2 separate regions of the Ovis aries genome follow, and region 1 is linked to region 2. Evidence: chromatin contacts called from public Hi-C data. All regions are on one chromosome and are shown on one strand. The core of a region is the stretch at or near the end of the contact, and the rest is flanking DNA. Distances in the headings are between cores, read along the strand shown. Region 1 overlaps MYO5B (myosin VB). Region 2 holds the start of C23H18orf32 (chromosome 23 C18orf32 homolog).

Region 1 (7,256 bases), core at 1,201-3,700, 350 kb after region 2:
GCCCTCACCCCACCTCGCTGAGCCTGTTTTCTCTTCTGGGAAACAAGCCTGAGGACCTCCGCCCCCTCTGCTGTTGGCAGTCTCAGGTGTGTGACGCTGTGCCAAAGCCCTGAGCAGCCATGTGCTGGCCGCAGAAGCGGGACATGACGGGCGGGCTGTGCTACTGTTGGTGCTCTGTTGCTGAGTCATGTCTGCCTCTTTGTGAACTGGTGCCCTGCAGCACCTTCTGTCCTCCCTGTCCCTCACCATTTCCTGGAATTTGCCCAAATTCATGTCCATTGAATCGGTGATGCCATCCAACCATCTCATCCTCTGTCACCCCCTTCTCCTCCTGCCTTCAGTCTTTCCCAGAATCAGGGTCTCTTCCAATGAGTTGGCTTTTCACATCAGCTCAGTTCAGTCACTCAGTCATGTCTGACTCTTTGCGACCCCATGGACTGCAGCGTGCCAGGCCTCCCTGTCCATCACCAACTCCTGAAGCTTGCTCAAACTCACGTTCATCGAGTCAGTGATACCATTCAACCATCTCATCCTCTGTCATCCCCTTCTCCTCCCGCCTTCAATTTTTCCCTGCATCAGGGTCTTTTCCAATGAGTCAGCTGTTCACGTCAGGTGGCCAAAACATTGGAGCTTCAGCATCAGGCCTTCCAATGGCTATTCAGGACTGATTTCCTATAGGATTGACTGGTTTGATCTCCTTGCTGTCCAAGGGACTCTCAAGAGTCTTCTCCAACACCACACTTCAAAAGCATCAATTCTTCAGCGCTCAGCTTTCTTTATAGTCCAACTCTCACATCCATACACAACTACTGGAAAAACCATAGGTTTGACTAACACAGACCTTTGTTGGCAAAGTGATGTCTTTGCTTATTTAATTACACTGTCTAGGTTTGTCTAATCTGTGCTAGACTGCTTAGGGCTGATGGCCAAAGGGCTGGATTCAGACTCTGGTAGCAAATGGAACCAGGTCCACATTCCGGATCTTCCTTGTAGGCAGCAAGTTCCTCACTCCCTGCAAGCCCCAGGGTCCTCACCCCACAGGCATGAGGTCAGACCCGCTGACACCGCAGCACACTGGGGCCGGGCCACTCAGCCCTAGTGAGCTCCAAGCAGTTACCACCATGGGGACCATCACGTGTGCTGGAGGGCAGGCTGCCCGGAGCTGGGCCAGCAGCACAGATGTAGCCGGGGCTCTAGGCTGATCTGCACGCAGGATGGTCAAAATGGAGCATGGAAGCAGCACAGACTCAGGAGTCCCAGAATTAAATTTCCACCATTCTAGAGACCTGAGAGCCTGCTAAGCAGGTTAACTAACCCTCTCTGTTCCTTCACCCACAGAGTGAGGGAGCTGGACCGGGTGGTTTTCAAGGTTCCGGTAAGCCATTAAGAGCTATTGTCTGTGAGGTAAACAAGCAGCCTCCACACAATGTGACAGACAGCGATGCAAGGGGCTTCCCTCCGACACTCCTCCCTGCCCTGCCCCGCTCCAGTGAACTGTACCCTTGCATCCCCTCCAGCTGAAAAATAATCAAGCATAGACATGGCAGGCAGAATAGCAGACACAGGAAGAAAGACACACGTTTGACCTGGCAACTTGCTTTAGGCCTTGGTAGGCCAAGCCGAGCTCTCCATCTTCATTCAAGTAGCCCCAATCCTCAGTCTTGCTAGAAATAAAGGACAGAAAAACAGGGCATCCAGTGTAGACGGGGAAGAGAGAGAGAGGGCAGTAGAGGGCCGGGGAAAGGGAAACAAGGGCAGCCAGGCTTGGAAAGGCAGGAGGGAAGGTTCCAGAATGCCCAGTCCCCCTCCTACCCCTCACATCACCAGCATCTGGGCTCCTGCAAACACCATCTCCCTCCAGCCTCCCAGCTTCCGGTCACTGTGCTGAGAGTGGGCTCCCGCGCCCTCCCGTGAGGCCTCTGATTGCTCCAGGCCGGAAGACCCACTGCTGAAGGCAGAGTAAGAGGGTGGACCTGTTCCGAAGGCTCTGTGAACTGCAGCAGCACAGGCTGGGTGGAGGCATTCACAGGGGCTCCCTCATCGCCCCTCCCTTTACCAGAATGACCAGGAAAAGCAAGTTCGAGTCGGGGAGGCCAGGCAACAGGGCAGGGAGGAGAGGACCCACGCGGGGTGGACGGTGCAGGCGATGAGCGTGGGCTGACTATGCGGGGCGGGGGTGGTGGCCTCCCGGGTGTCAGATCCACGGAGCCACAGGGCCACAGCCATGGGGACCCCGGCTCCACAAGGACTGGGGAGGAGACGACCTATCCTGCCTGTGTGTCAGCGTGCGTCCCCTTCCTGTCACTTCTCAAGGGCACGAAAGTATTAACTCATCTCAACTCCTGTCCTCCCTGCAGTCTGGCATCAAGAAACCGCTAACAGCAACTTTGCGACCGGCATCGTGAGTAGTGAACTTTCTCCCCTTGACCTTGGGACTGGACTGCATTGCTCCAGTTTACTCAGCTGGAAAAGCAGGAGGGCAATGTTTCTGACTTTCTAGTTCTTTGTCTTCTCTGTGTGCCCTGTGTTTTCTCAATGCCGGCCAGGCAGCTCCAAGAAGGGAGGCACATGTCACAGACTCCCCCAGCATGGACTCCCCAGCCCTGCCCAGCCCAGGGCATGCACGAGACCCTCAAACACCCGCAGGACTGGGTGGCGGGCAGCAGGCAGAGCCCTGGCAGGAAGCAGGAAGCAGGAGCTGTGTCCACTCTGCTTGCGGTCAAGACCAGCAACCTAACTCTCAGGAGATGACAGTCGTTCCCAGAGCATTTCTGGCCATGGTCAGCCGCCAGATGCCCCGTCGGTCAGGATGTGTGTGAAGTCTGGGGTGTGCAGCTACCTGTCACATCTCCCCCGCACCCCCCAGCTCCTCCTCATGAGGAAGGGCCTAGCTGCAGCAGGGCTTGCGTGGGCCACCTCCCGGGCATAGCTGGTCACACCCAGCACAGGCCCAACTCTGCAGTGTCCGGAACGAGCTGAGGGAGCACTAATGATGGGCAGGCTCTGTGGCCTCTGCTTCCTGCCCATGCTTGCCTCCCACCAGCTGGGTGTGTGCCCTGGAACCTCCCCGATTCAGGGCCCAGCCCTTTCCCCGGGCCTGGCTTCCCCAGATCGTGCCAGCTCCCCGCCCCCTCCCCAGCTGACACGTGTGTCTCACTCCCCATGCACATCCACACGTGGCCTGGGCTGTGTGAGGGGGGCCAGTAAACAGCGTAGGCCTTCCCCTTCTCGGGTGTTAACCCTTAATACTGAACATGGGCCTTTTGGTGGCTGCTGTGTTAGTGGCTTTAACCCAGAGGGCAGGTCACTGGCAGGAACTCCAGGCACAGTGACGGCCGGCGTGGGGTCGGGCCCAGAGGTGGGCCCAGGGTTTGTTTCTGAAGGGGCCCCTGGAGATCCCTGACTATCTCATCTCCACACGGGCGGACACAACAAGGGGGAGGCTACCTGCCTGACACTGATACCCAGGCTAGAACCCAAGGTCTCCTGGCCTTGCTCTCAGGTCCTTTCCTGGCTGGGTCCTGCAGACCCTGAGGAGGGGCTGCCAGGCCTCAGAGGGTCCCTTCACCCCTGCAGCTCCCAGGAGACCCCCTCTCGAGGGGAGCACATGTGCTGCTGATCCCTGCGGTGAGGAAGGTTGCATCCCTCGTTCTTATAACATGCCAGGCATGGGGCAGAAAGACTGGAGTAGAGAACCATGCAGCCCAGTCATCCCACTGAGCTCCGGAAGTCAGACACATGAGTAAATGAAGAACCTCTCAACCAGCTCCAGAAAAGGCAATGGCACCCCACTCCAGTATCCTTGCCTGGAAAATCCCATGGACGGAGGAGCCTGGTAGGCTGCAGTCCATGAGGTCGCTAAGAGTCGGACACGACTGAGGGACTTCACTTTCACTTTTCACTTTCATGCACTGGAGAAGGAAATGGCAACCCACTCCAGTGTTCTTGCCTGGAGAATCCCAGGGACGGGGGAGCCTGGTAGGCTGCTGTCTATGGGGTCGCACAGAGTCGGACACGACTGAAGTGACTTAGCAGCAGCAGCAGCAACCAGCTACAGGCCTATTTTTTGTTTCCCATGAAGGGGTCTCCCTCCCCTCCTTCCACACCACTGGGCAGGGACGGGTGACGAGCTGGGGAGAGAAGGCCACCTGGTGGCTTAAGAAGGAAAACCCCAAACAAGCTCACAAGAATTGACTTCTTAAATGTTATAAGTCCTTGATGTCACTTAATATCAACCTATGTATTCCTGATGCTGGGCAAGATTGAAGGCGGGAGGAGAAGTGGACGACAGAGGATGAGATGGTTGGATGGCATCACCAACACAATGGACATGAGTTTGAGTAAGCTCTGGGAGTTGGTGATGGACAGGGAGGCCTGGCGTGCTGCAGTCCACAGGGTCGCAAAGAGTCGGACACGATTGAGCGACTGAACTGAACTGATATTCATATGTCTCACTGTGCTGAGCCTTGTTCCCAAAGAGGCCACACACACACACACGAGTAAGAGGCAGGCAGAGTGCCCGAACACGGGAGGTGGCAAGACATGGCAGCCACTCCCCTTGGCTAACAAGCTCCTACCTGGGCTAACCACCCACACGCCCGAGCCTGTTTCTTCAGGTGTAAAGTGAAAGTGCTCAGCTGAGTTATCTGGGAAGTTTCTTCTAGATCTATAATTACACAACCTAAAACCGTAAAGTCGTGCACCAGGAAAGGCCTGGGATAATATGACTTTGCCTCTGTGGAGACTGTGGGAACCAGGACCTGACCACCAGCCCTTGGTCCAGTGTAAGAGCCTGCTGTCCTATGAACAGAACAGGTGTGGTTCCTGCCAGCTCCGAGACAGTCGGTGTCCCAATTCTACAAAGACTGCTTTGTGCTCCGTCTTTAGTTCCCACCCAGACCTTCTACCCCACTGCCCAGGAGATTCTGGGACCTCTGAGAAATGGGAGATGGCTCCCCAACACCAGAAGTGAGAGGGATGTTGAGACCGCAGACAGGCCTGGCCATGCAGCAGCGAACTCCTTGTGGACAGGTATTGTTTGCCGTGGAATCATAGCAAACTGTGCTGGTGGCTGAGGGCCGAGAGCATTTGGGGAACATCAGGGAAAACGCTGAGAGCTTCCAGCCAGGAGCAGCCGAGCTGGGTCTGTGAGCATAATCAAGTTCCCCTTCTGCCCAACAGGAGAGCTTGCAGCTGCTGGGGCTCCAGGCCAAAGGAACCCTAACTCCAAGGCCCCACCCCGCCCCAAGGCGGCTGCACAAACCCCTCCCTGGTGGGACAAGGTCTCCACTCTCCTGCACAGACCCCTTAGTGGGTGACAACTCCCCCCTACCCCTCAGCTGCCCAAGCCCAGGTGGCAATGGCAAAGCTGCTCTCATGCCCAGGGCTCCAGTCATTTCTCAGCACCTGCTGGGTGGAGGGGGCCTACGAGGAGGTTTCCTGGGACCTGAGGAAGGGTCCAAGAATGCACCCTGAGTCCACCACCTTGGCAAGGTGTGGGTGGAACTGGCCAGCAACTAAGGGAACCGGTTCCTGGAGCCAGGTCTGAGCCCTGGCCACACCCCTGCCCCCTGCAGCTCTGCGCCCCGCCCCGCCCCGCCCCCCACCTCGAATGCCCAGAGGAGAAGCCAGCTTCAGAGCAGCAGGAAGCTCTGTCTCCCAGCCCTCTGACCCATCTCTCCCTGATGGACTTGGCTCCAGGCAGCTCTGAAAAGACAGTCTCTCCAAACACCAGCCTGTCTGTGACAGCCCATCTCTGGGGCATGGACCAGCCCTCTCTTTACTCTAGTTCTGCCATTTATAAAATGCTGATAACGATGCTGGTTTTCTCTGAGTCCCCAGATGTGAAATGAGAGAGCATCTGGAGACAGACGTGCTATGCCTATTCCTGCAGCTTTTCTCAGAGCAGGTTCTCAACACTGGCTTTTCGACCTACATTTGAGGACAAAAGACACAATTGGCAAAGATCAGAAAAGTAACTCTACAGACTATGAAAGATAGCAAGTGAAAAAGTTCTGAACTTGGGGACCAGTGCTTTTGGAGGGGCTGTGACCAGGTTGGGTGTGTGTGTGTGTGTGTCTGTGTGTCTCTCTGGAAACCTAAGAAAAATTCAGTGTTACGAGCATAAGTTTTTCTAGGGAGAGGACAGATTTTCCAACCATGCCAACTCCAAAACTGTCCCTGCATAATACAATTTACATTTAAGCCAGAACACTCTCCATCACAGGAAAATGGTAGGAGACCGAAAGCAACTGTGCCTTCAAAGCACCTTTGCTGGAAAGGATGGGCTTGCTGGGTGGGTTCCGGCAATCACATCCCAATCCTCCGGCCCTGCCCGTCTGCCCACTGCTGTCCTCCCTGACCGCTGGGATTGACAAACCCACTGAGGTCACTCCCAGGCACTTGGAGAACCGGTTCCTCTGGCTTCCCCTCCTGGAGGCAGCGGCTCCTTTCTGTACTTAACTTGGTTTCACAGGCTATTAGTTCCCCATTGTACCCTGGGCTTGCTGGGTACGGAATTATTTTAAGATATAAGAAAAGCTATTTTTATTTTATCACCATCATTATCATTGCTGCAAAGATGAATCCAGGGTATTAAGCATGCCCTGGGAAAACCTTGACTTGGGACTCTGACAAACCATCTGGATGAATAAAAAGGGAGATCAGAAAGATATTCCCACTCCACCATCAGGACCAAGCTCCTTGTTTTCTTCTTTTAAAAACATTTTTTAAAATGTCATCTGTGCTCCTTTTTCTTATTCATCTCATTTCTTATCTTCACCCAAGATAATTTAAAATGAGTAAATCTTGCCTGCAGTCTTGTCATGCAGAAATTCACTTTCATTTTCTTCTTTCCTTCCTTTATGGAAAAGAATTATGGCTCTCTTGAAATAAATGGTTTCCTCCTGGGGGCCTGCGAAAATACCTTTAACTTCTTATCGCCTATGCAGTCGGCTGGAAGCAGCCCAGCCTGGGCATCAGGCCTTTCGCCTTCCACCCTGACTCATCTGCGGGCCTGTTGTGTGGCCTGAGCTGCTCAGATTCCTCATGGCCCCAAAGAGGAGCCAGATGAGAAGACTGGGAATCAAAGCCCTGGGAAGTCCTCACGTCATTCAGTGACTTTCCTACCAAGGTGTTCTCCACGCACTCCCAGGGCCCCCTGCTGGCAACTTCTGCTTCCTGCAATTTTGAATAAATGCTTAATGACTGATCAAAAACATTCAGGGAGAGAGAAAGGTGGCCAGGGGAAAGGGCCA
Region 2 (7,604 bases), core at 671-3,170:
TTTGGGCCATCGACCCTGAGTCCAGCCCCACTGTTTGGCCTAAAAAACAAAAGAGAGTTTATTAGTAACTTCCCTCTATTTAAATCAATGTTACTCGATGAATCTACTTCGACCAACATCAAGGTTGTTCAAAACATGCTTTTTTTCATGGTTAATCCAAAGGTGTCCCAAAGACTGTCATCACAGCAACCATAAGGAGCCTCAGTAAAGGGAAGACATTGGCCATTTTTACTTTATCTACTCCCTTCCCTAACAAACTGTCTTTTTAAATGACAACTAGGAACTCTTACCTGTGCACACCTGCCAACTCCACCGTTGTAGCGGCGGAACGGCACACACTGCTTCTTTAACGTGACGTCCTTCAGATACTTGGTGGCTTTTCGGATATGCATACCCTTTATGGCCTGGGCAGTTTCACGAGTGTTCTAAACATAAATAATGTAAGCTGTGAATTAGCTACCCTTTAAAAAAAATCAGATTTAAACAAATTCCAGTATTTCCAAAGTGTCAACCTTTATCAAGAGCCAAATCCTTTCCCTTCTTGAAACATATTACACAATCTGTTATGAGCCAGGGAGGCTTGCTTTGAAAGTGGAGAAATGTGAATCCTAAACCTGTTTATTCACTGTTAATATATTCTCCATTATCATCTTGATCTGTGCACTAGTTTCTCAAGCAGTTCTCTGGTAATTTTACCCAATTCCACAAATCCTAAGTCAAGGTGTTCATTAAAAGGTGGCTGCTCAGAAATGGATTTATTTTCATGGTGAATCCAAAGGTGTCCTAAGAAACACATCATCGCAGCTACCTTTTCAGAACGGTTAAAAAATACTCAAGGAACAACTCTTTCAGAGCATAACTATGATTCACATACCTTAAAGTGTACACGAAGATTTGAACCTCTTGATTTGCATGCTAAAAAATACCAGAAAAAAATTTTTTGGGTTAATCTTGGTATCTGGGTGCCTCATACTCCAAAATAAGAAAAGCTGCTTGCTCACTTACATTTTGTGGGGTTTTCTGGGTCAAGTGAATAGCGCACCATTTTTAGGAGTCACCTGGGAGCAAGAATAACTGTCAACATGTATTTACAGCAACTCACAGTTTAATATGTACTATAAACTCTGTCCACAGCTGCTCAGAGAGTAGTTGTTTTCATGATTAATCCAAAGGTGTCCTAAGAAATGCCATCATTGCAGCCATCCTCCTCTCAATCCAGTTTCATCTCAGCTACCACTAGATGCCTACAGCAGCGTTGACACTAAGACTAGTGACACAGACGCCCTTCCCCTAACCCTCTGAAAGAAAACACAGCCCGTTTCCATCCAAATCTGGATTCAAGTATCCGTGCGGAGCAGCCCAGCGCCCTGCTCAGCATCAGACCCTTCAGGTCAAAGTTAACGCGACCTAACGACACCCCTCTACAATAACCTCCTTTACTCACACAGATTCGCAACAAAGCCAAGCTTTCCACACACTTTCAGGGTATTATCCGCGTTAAGCGCAGTTCAACTCACGTTCAGCCACTGAGTAAACCTCGACCCAACTTGACCTTATTTCCCCCAAAAACTTTCTCTCCATTCGGCCCCAAATACGCAGCGTTCGCGGCCACCACTCACCGCGAGACACTGGCCCTCAGGAGTCGGCACCGACCACAGCCGGCCTCTAACCTCGTCACCCCCATTCTCGCCCACTGCGGCCTGTAGAGGCCCGACAGCGCAGGGGCGCCGAGCCGGGGGCTCCGACGCGTCCCCCCGCACAGAACTGCTCCACCAAGGAGGAATCAGTAGGCGCGAGAATCCTTCTTCTGAGGGTCTCGAAATTGGCGCCGAGAATGCCAGGATGGCAGGGATTACCGGAGGATTCATCCCTAGAGAAAGATGCCGAAGACACACTCACCTCAGGCCGCTTACCGGAAAAGGAAGAGCGGTGGCTCATGGGAGAATTCATGAGACCTCGACATCTCGCGAGAGTCCCAGCCAAAAGAAACGAGATTTGTAGACTTGGGGGAAGGCGGAGGAGAAAGGGAATGTGGAAAATGTTTGAGAAGATCTGAAAACGAATCAGAGGCTTAGGGACCGTGTCAAAATTCTCCTTTTTTTATACAGAAATAAAGTTATGTATTTTAAATATCTGTCAATTAAAAACAGGTTTGTACAGAAATAGAGTCACAGACTTAGAGAACGAACTTATAGTTACCAAGGGGGAAGTGTAGGCGGGGAGGGATAGTTAGGGAGTTTGGGATTGACATGTACACACTGCTCTATTTAAAATGTGTAACCAGCAAGGACCTACTGTATAGCACAAGGAACTTTGCTCAGTATAATGTAACAACCTAACTGGGAAAGACTTTTGAAAAAAAAAATACATATGTAGAAGTATAACTGAATCATTTCGCTGTACATCTGAAATTAACATAACATACTTAATCAAGGATAAGTGAAGTTGCTCAGTCGGGTCGGACTCATTGCGACCCCATAGACTGTAGCTTACCAGGCTCCTCCGTCCATGGGATTTTCCAGGCAATTATACTAGAATGGGTTGCCATTTCCTTCTCCAGGAGATCTTCCCAACCCAGGGACTGAACCCTGGTCTCCCTCATTGTAGGCAGACTCTTTACAGTCTGAGCCACCAGGGAAGTGAAATGAGGTAATCAAGGATACTCCAATATAAAAACAAAGCGAAACAAGTTTGTAGTTCTAGGACAATACTACATATTATTTAGGTATAGATGAGACATTTATTCATCAAGATTCATTAGGTTTGGTTATGTGATTATAGGAAAATTATTTGTAAAGGTTCAATTCTCTGTTGTTGTTGTTTAGTCACTAAATCATATTTGACTCTTTGCAACACCATGGAATGTAGCCCACCAGACTCCTCTGTTCATCGGATTTCCCAGGCAAGAATACTGGGGTGGGTTGCCATCCCCTTCTCCAGCAGATCTTTGTGACCCAGTGATTAAACCCTCATCACCTGTGTTGGCAGAAAGTTCTTTACCACTGACCACCAGGGAAGCCCAAAAGGAAAAATTAGGGAGATCCAAAGGATGGGATGCAATTATGTTAATCATAAATTCTCAGTTTTAGAATATCACACAATCAATTGTAAAGCAGCCCATATAAAGTATGTACTAACTGAAGCGTCTCGTTCAAGATTGCCGTCTGGTTTCCCCACTGCAACTTGTAGACCTTCATGTGGCAAAAGATTTATTTTCCTGGAAAATAAAAATGCCAAGGTGCATTTTCTCACCCACGTCATCTTACTGGTTATTCACTTAGGGTCACTGGTGGCGTTAGCACTTCGCTTTGTGTCTTCCTTTTATAGCCTCAGTGACTTTTCTGTAAAATTTAAGTGAACTCTTTAAATTGTATTTGAGATACATATTTTCCTCCAATCTGTTTAGTTAAACAGTGAGGTTAGAACTTCTATCTGAAATTTAGCATGTTTCTCCACTGTGAATGTAGGCAACAAACCACACAGCAATCATATTGGTTCCTATGTAACAGTATTTTATTATTTGTATTTAAAAAATACAGGAGTTCCCTGGTGGCTCAGAAGGTGAAGAATCTGCCTGCAATGTGGGAGACCTGGGTTCAATCCCTGGATTGGGAAGATCCCCTGGAAGAAGACATGGCAACCCATTCCAGTGTTCTTGCCTGGAGAATCCCCATGGACAGAGGAGTCTGGAGGGCTACAGTCCATGGGGTTGCAAAGAGTCGGACATGCACACAAAAATATCCTGTGAAGGGGTTCACAAACCATAGTATAAAAAAGGTCCATGGCACAAGTTTACAAACCCTTGGGAAAATACTCAAGGGAAAACAGGCTTTCTTTTGCATGTACTGGGAAAAGTATATTTTAATTTTACTATATTTATTTCTAAGAAATCTTAATTATTAAAGCAATTGCATACTGCAAATAGGGGTCATCCTTAGCAATCAGTTGATTTGTTCACTTAGCCATTCAATGAATATTGATCGAACATTTATATGCCTGCCATTGTGCTGGATGTTATGCTCTAACAAATACTAGGAGAGCCTCGGCTGCCAAGGAACCCACAGTCTTGGAATAAGGGTAGAGACAGAGAGGTAACTAGGAGGTGAACAGCCAGTTAGAATACAGTGTGAAATTGCTAAAGTAGGGTGAACATGTAGAGTAGGAAAGCCTCTCCCGAGCGGACGACATGGCAACTGCACCATGAATGACCAGAAGGAACTAGCTGGTCATGGCAATACAGTAAGAGAGAAACAATTATTATTGCCAGCAAGAAATTCTGCTATGGGAACTGCAAGGGCTTGGATTCCTTTTGGTTGTGGGTGGGGAGAGGTAAGGGCGAGTGGCAAACCTGATCTGGCGGGACCCTATTTATCTGTCAAGGAGTTTTTAATTTAACTTAAAGTCAACGGGCTTCTCTTGTGGCTCATCTGGTAAAGAATCGACCTGCAGTGTAGAAGCCCTGGGTTTGCTCTTTGAGTTGGGAAGATCCCCTGGAGAAGGGAAAGGCTACCCACTCCAGTATTCTGGCCTGGAGAATTCCATGGACTGTCTAGTCCATGGGATCGCAGAGTCAGACATGACTGAGCAACTTTCATCTTCAAGGTCAATGAGGGACTTCTGAAAGTGTTTAAACCTTTGGGGATGGGCATGGGAGAGGTGACCTGACCAGATTAACTTTTGAAAAGATCACTCTATAGAAAGAAATTTGGGATGCCTCAGGGGCAAGGCCAGAGGCTGGTAAAAGATGGGAGTGGCTTGAACTGATGAGGTTCAGTTTAATTTTTTTGGCAAAGAGAATGGAGAGTGGTAGATGAATTCAAGAAATTTTGGTAAAAGTCACATGATTTTGTAGTTGAAGCTGTAAAAGTTGGTACCTTCATTAGCCTGCCTAACTGTGCTGCCAGCCCATAGCTGAACCTGTAACAGTCTTCCACTTCTCTCAATACAGGCATACCTCTGAGATATTGTGGGTTCAGTTTCACAGCACTGTGATTAAGCAAGTCACATGGATTTTTTTGGTTTCCCAGTGCATTTAAAAGTTGCATCTTTCCTGGTGGTACAATGGACAAAAATCTGCCTGCCAATGCAGGGGACACAGGTTCAATCCCTGGTCTGGGAAGATTCCAGAGGGCACAGAGCAGCTGAGCCCAGGTGCCACAGCTACTGAAGCCTGTACACTCTATGGCCTGCAAGCCACAATTAATGAGCCCCTGTATTCCAACTACTGAAGCACACAAGCCTAGAGTTGGTGCTCCACAACAAGAGAAGCCACTGCAATAAGCCTGTGTACTGCAACTAGAGAAAGGCTGTGTGCAGCAATGAAGACCTAGCATCACCAAAAATAAATAAAGCAGTGTGTACATGTTAAAAAAAAAAGAAGAAATAAAAAAATTTACGTCATTGAGAATTCTCTGGCAGCCCAGTGGTTAGGACTCCTATCTTCTACTGCTGGGGGCCTGGGTTCCATCCCTGGTGAGAGAACTATTATCCCACAAGCTGAATGGCTTAGCCAAAAAAGAAAAACAAAAAGTTACTTCTACATGAAATCGTAGTCTATTAAATGCAATAAATAACATTGCAAAGATTCCGTAGATAGAGCTCAGCAAAGAGTAGGACAAGGCTTAGCAACTAACACTTTCACTTTAAGGAAAGCAATGAAAAACCTAGACACTGTACGAAAAAGCAGAGACATCACTTTGTCAACAAAGGTCCATTTTGGTTTTTCCAGTAGCCATGTACCAGTGTGAGAGTGAACCGTAAAGAAGGCTGAATGGTGAAGAATTGATGCTGCTGAACTGTGGTGCTGAAGAAGACTCTTGAGAGTCCCTTGGACTGCAAGGAAATCAAACCAGTCAATTCTAAAGGAAATCAATCCTGAATATTCATTGGAAAGACTAATGCTGAAGCTGAAGCTCCAATACTTTGGCCACCTGATGGAAAGAGCTGACTCATTAGAAGAGACCCTGATGCTGGGAAAGATTGAGGGCAGGAGGAGAAGGGGACGACAGAGGATGAGATGGTTGGATGGCATTGTCAATTCCATGAGCATGAGTTTGAGCAAGCTCCGGGAGATGGTGAAGGACAGGAAAGCCTGGCATGCTGCAGTCCATAGGGTTGCAAAGAGTTGGACTCGACTAAGCGACTGAACAACAGCAACACCTCGGCTCACTATGGCTAGCCTGTGCTTCTCCATCCTGCCTCTGGACCATCCAGCTCTCCTTTTTTTGGAGGGGGGCTGTGCCAGGTCTTATTTGTGGCATGAAGGACCTTTCATTACAGCATTTGGGGGGTCTAGTTCCCTGACCAGGGATCAAACCCAGGCCTCCTGCCTTGGGAGCGTGGAGTCTTAGCCACTGGACTGCCAGGGAAGTTCCAAGGACCGTCCAGCTCTTGACTGGCTGCCAAGCTTCCCTCCAGCTGTTACAATGTTCTCTGTGCCCAGGTCACAGTCTCCCTTTCTCAGCCCACTGCTGCTGCATTCATCAAGGTGACCCTAGTGAAAGCAATGTCAAGGACGACTCCTCTTGCTCTGACACTAGGTGGAATGGTAAGGCCAGAAAGCTCAGATTAGAGTCTGGAAAATTCTGCAAAATACCAGAAAAGCTGTAGCAGATGAGGTAATATGAGTTTGGTAAGGGTGAAGAAGGTGGGAGTGAAACTGAGTGGAGGCCTGTGGGACTCCCAGGTTCGGAGACCTTTCTGTCCCCCATTTCTTATGGGCAAGACTCCAGCCTCCATGACCTTCCCTGAGTTCCAAAGGGTGGATCCCAACTGTTGCTATTCAAGAAGCAGCAGCTAGGAGACCACTTGAGGCAAGATTAAAGAGATCAGAGAAGTTCACCAAGACTAAGAGATTAGGGGACTGCAAGCCCAGCTCACACCCTAATCTTGTCAGAGATCCCATCTTTGAGCCACTGCTATAAAACACAAGTTATGACCAACCTAGATAGCATATTAAAAAGCAGAGACATTACTTTGCCAACAAATGTCCGTTTAGTCAAGGCTATGGTTTTCCAGTGGTCATGTATGGATGTGAGAGTTGGACTGTGAAGAAAGCTAGTTCAGTTCAGTTCAGTTCAGTTCAGTCGTTCAGTCGTATCTGACTCTTTACGACCCCATGGATCGCAGCACACCAGGCATGCCTGTCTATCACCAACTCCCAGAGTTCACTCAAACTTACGTCCATCGAGTTCGTGATGAAGAAAGCTAAGTGCCGAGGAATTGATGCTTTTGAACTGTGGTGTTGGAGAAGACTCTTGAGAGTCCCTTGGACTGCAAGGAGATCCAACCAGTCCATTCTAAAGGAGATCAGTCCTGGGTGTTCTTTGGAAGGAATGATGCTAAAGCTGAAACTCCAGTACTTTGGCCACCTCATGCGAAGAGTTAACTCATTGGAAAAGACTCTGATGCTGGGAGGGATTGGGGGCAGGAGGAGAAGGGGACGACAGAGGATGAGATGGCTGGATGGCACCACTGACTCGATGGATGCGAGTTTGAGTGAACTCCGGGAGTTGGTGATGGACAGGGAGGCCTGGCGTGCTGCGATTCATGGGGTCGCAAAGAGTCGAACACAACTGAGCTACTGAACTGACTATAAAACACTT

What was found. Hi-C and Micro-C count contacts between places; a contact is called where the count stands out from the background.
Region 1: a Hi-C map of liver shows a contact between it and region 2, with 3 times the contacts expected there. The contact joins the enhancer-like site here to the promoter of C23H18orf32 in region 2. A contact is called at or near these places in 3 of 16 Hi-C or Micro-C datasets (liver and tail adipose tissue).

Annotation. Positions count from the first base shown.
Region 1 is chr23:49,818,226-49,825,481 of ARS-UI_Ramb_v3.0, forward strand. All of the region lies in intron 29 of MYO5B (myosin VB), which reads right to left. Among named protein-coding and RNA genes, the nearest start is that of ACAA2, 42 kb to the left of the region's middle. Within about 2 kb of position 2,451, at least 7 of the 54 cell types and tissues checked have an H3K27ac peak or open chromatin away from gene starts, as enhancers often do. A contact at or near this core is called in liver, where this site is marked.
Region 2 is chr23:49,467,491-49,475,094 of ARS-UI_Ramb_v3.0, forward strand. It overlaps C23H18orf32 (chromosome 23 C18orf32 homolog), which reads right to left and starts at 1,921. Exons shown (of 6, transcript XM_060405272.1): 1 at 1,006-1,921; 2 at 875-915; 3 at 291-425; 4 at 1-39. It overlaps LOC114110520 (small nucleolar RNA SNORD58), which reads right to left and starts at 804; the gene lies at 739-804. LOC114110519 (small nucleolar RNA SNORD58) reads right to left here and starts at 1,199; the gene lies at 1,134-1,199. It overlaps LOC114110521 (small nucleolar RNA SNORD58), which reads right to left and starts at 189; the gene lies at 124-189.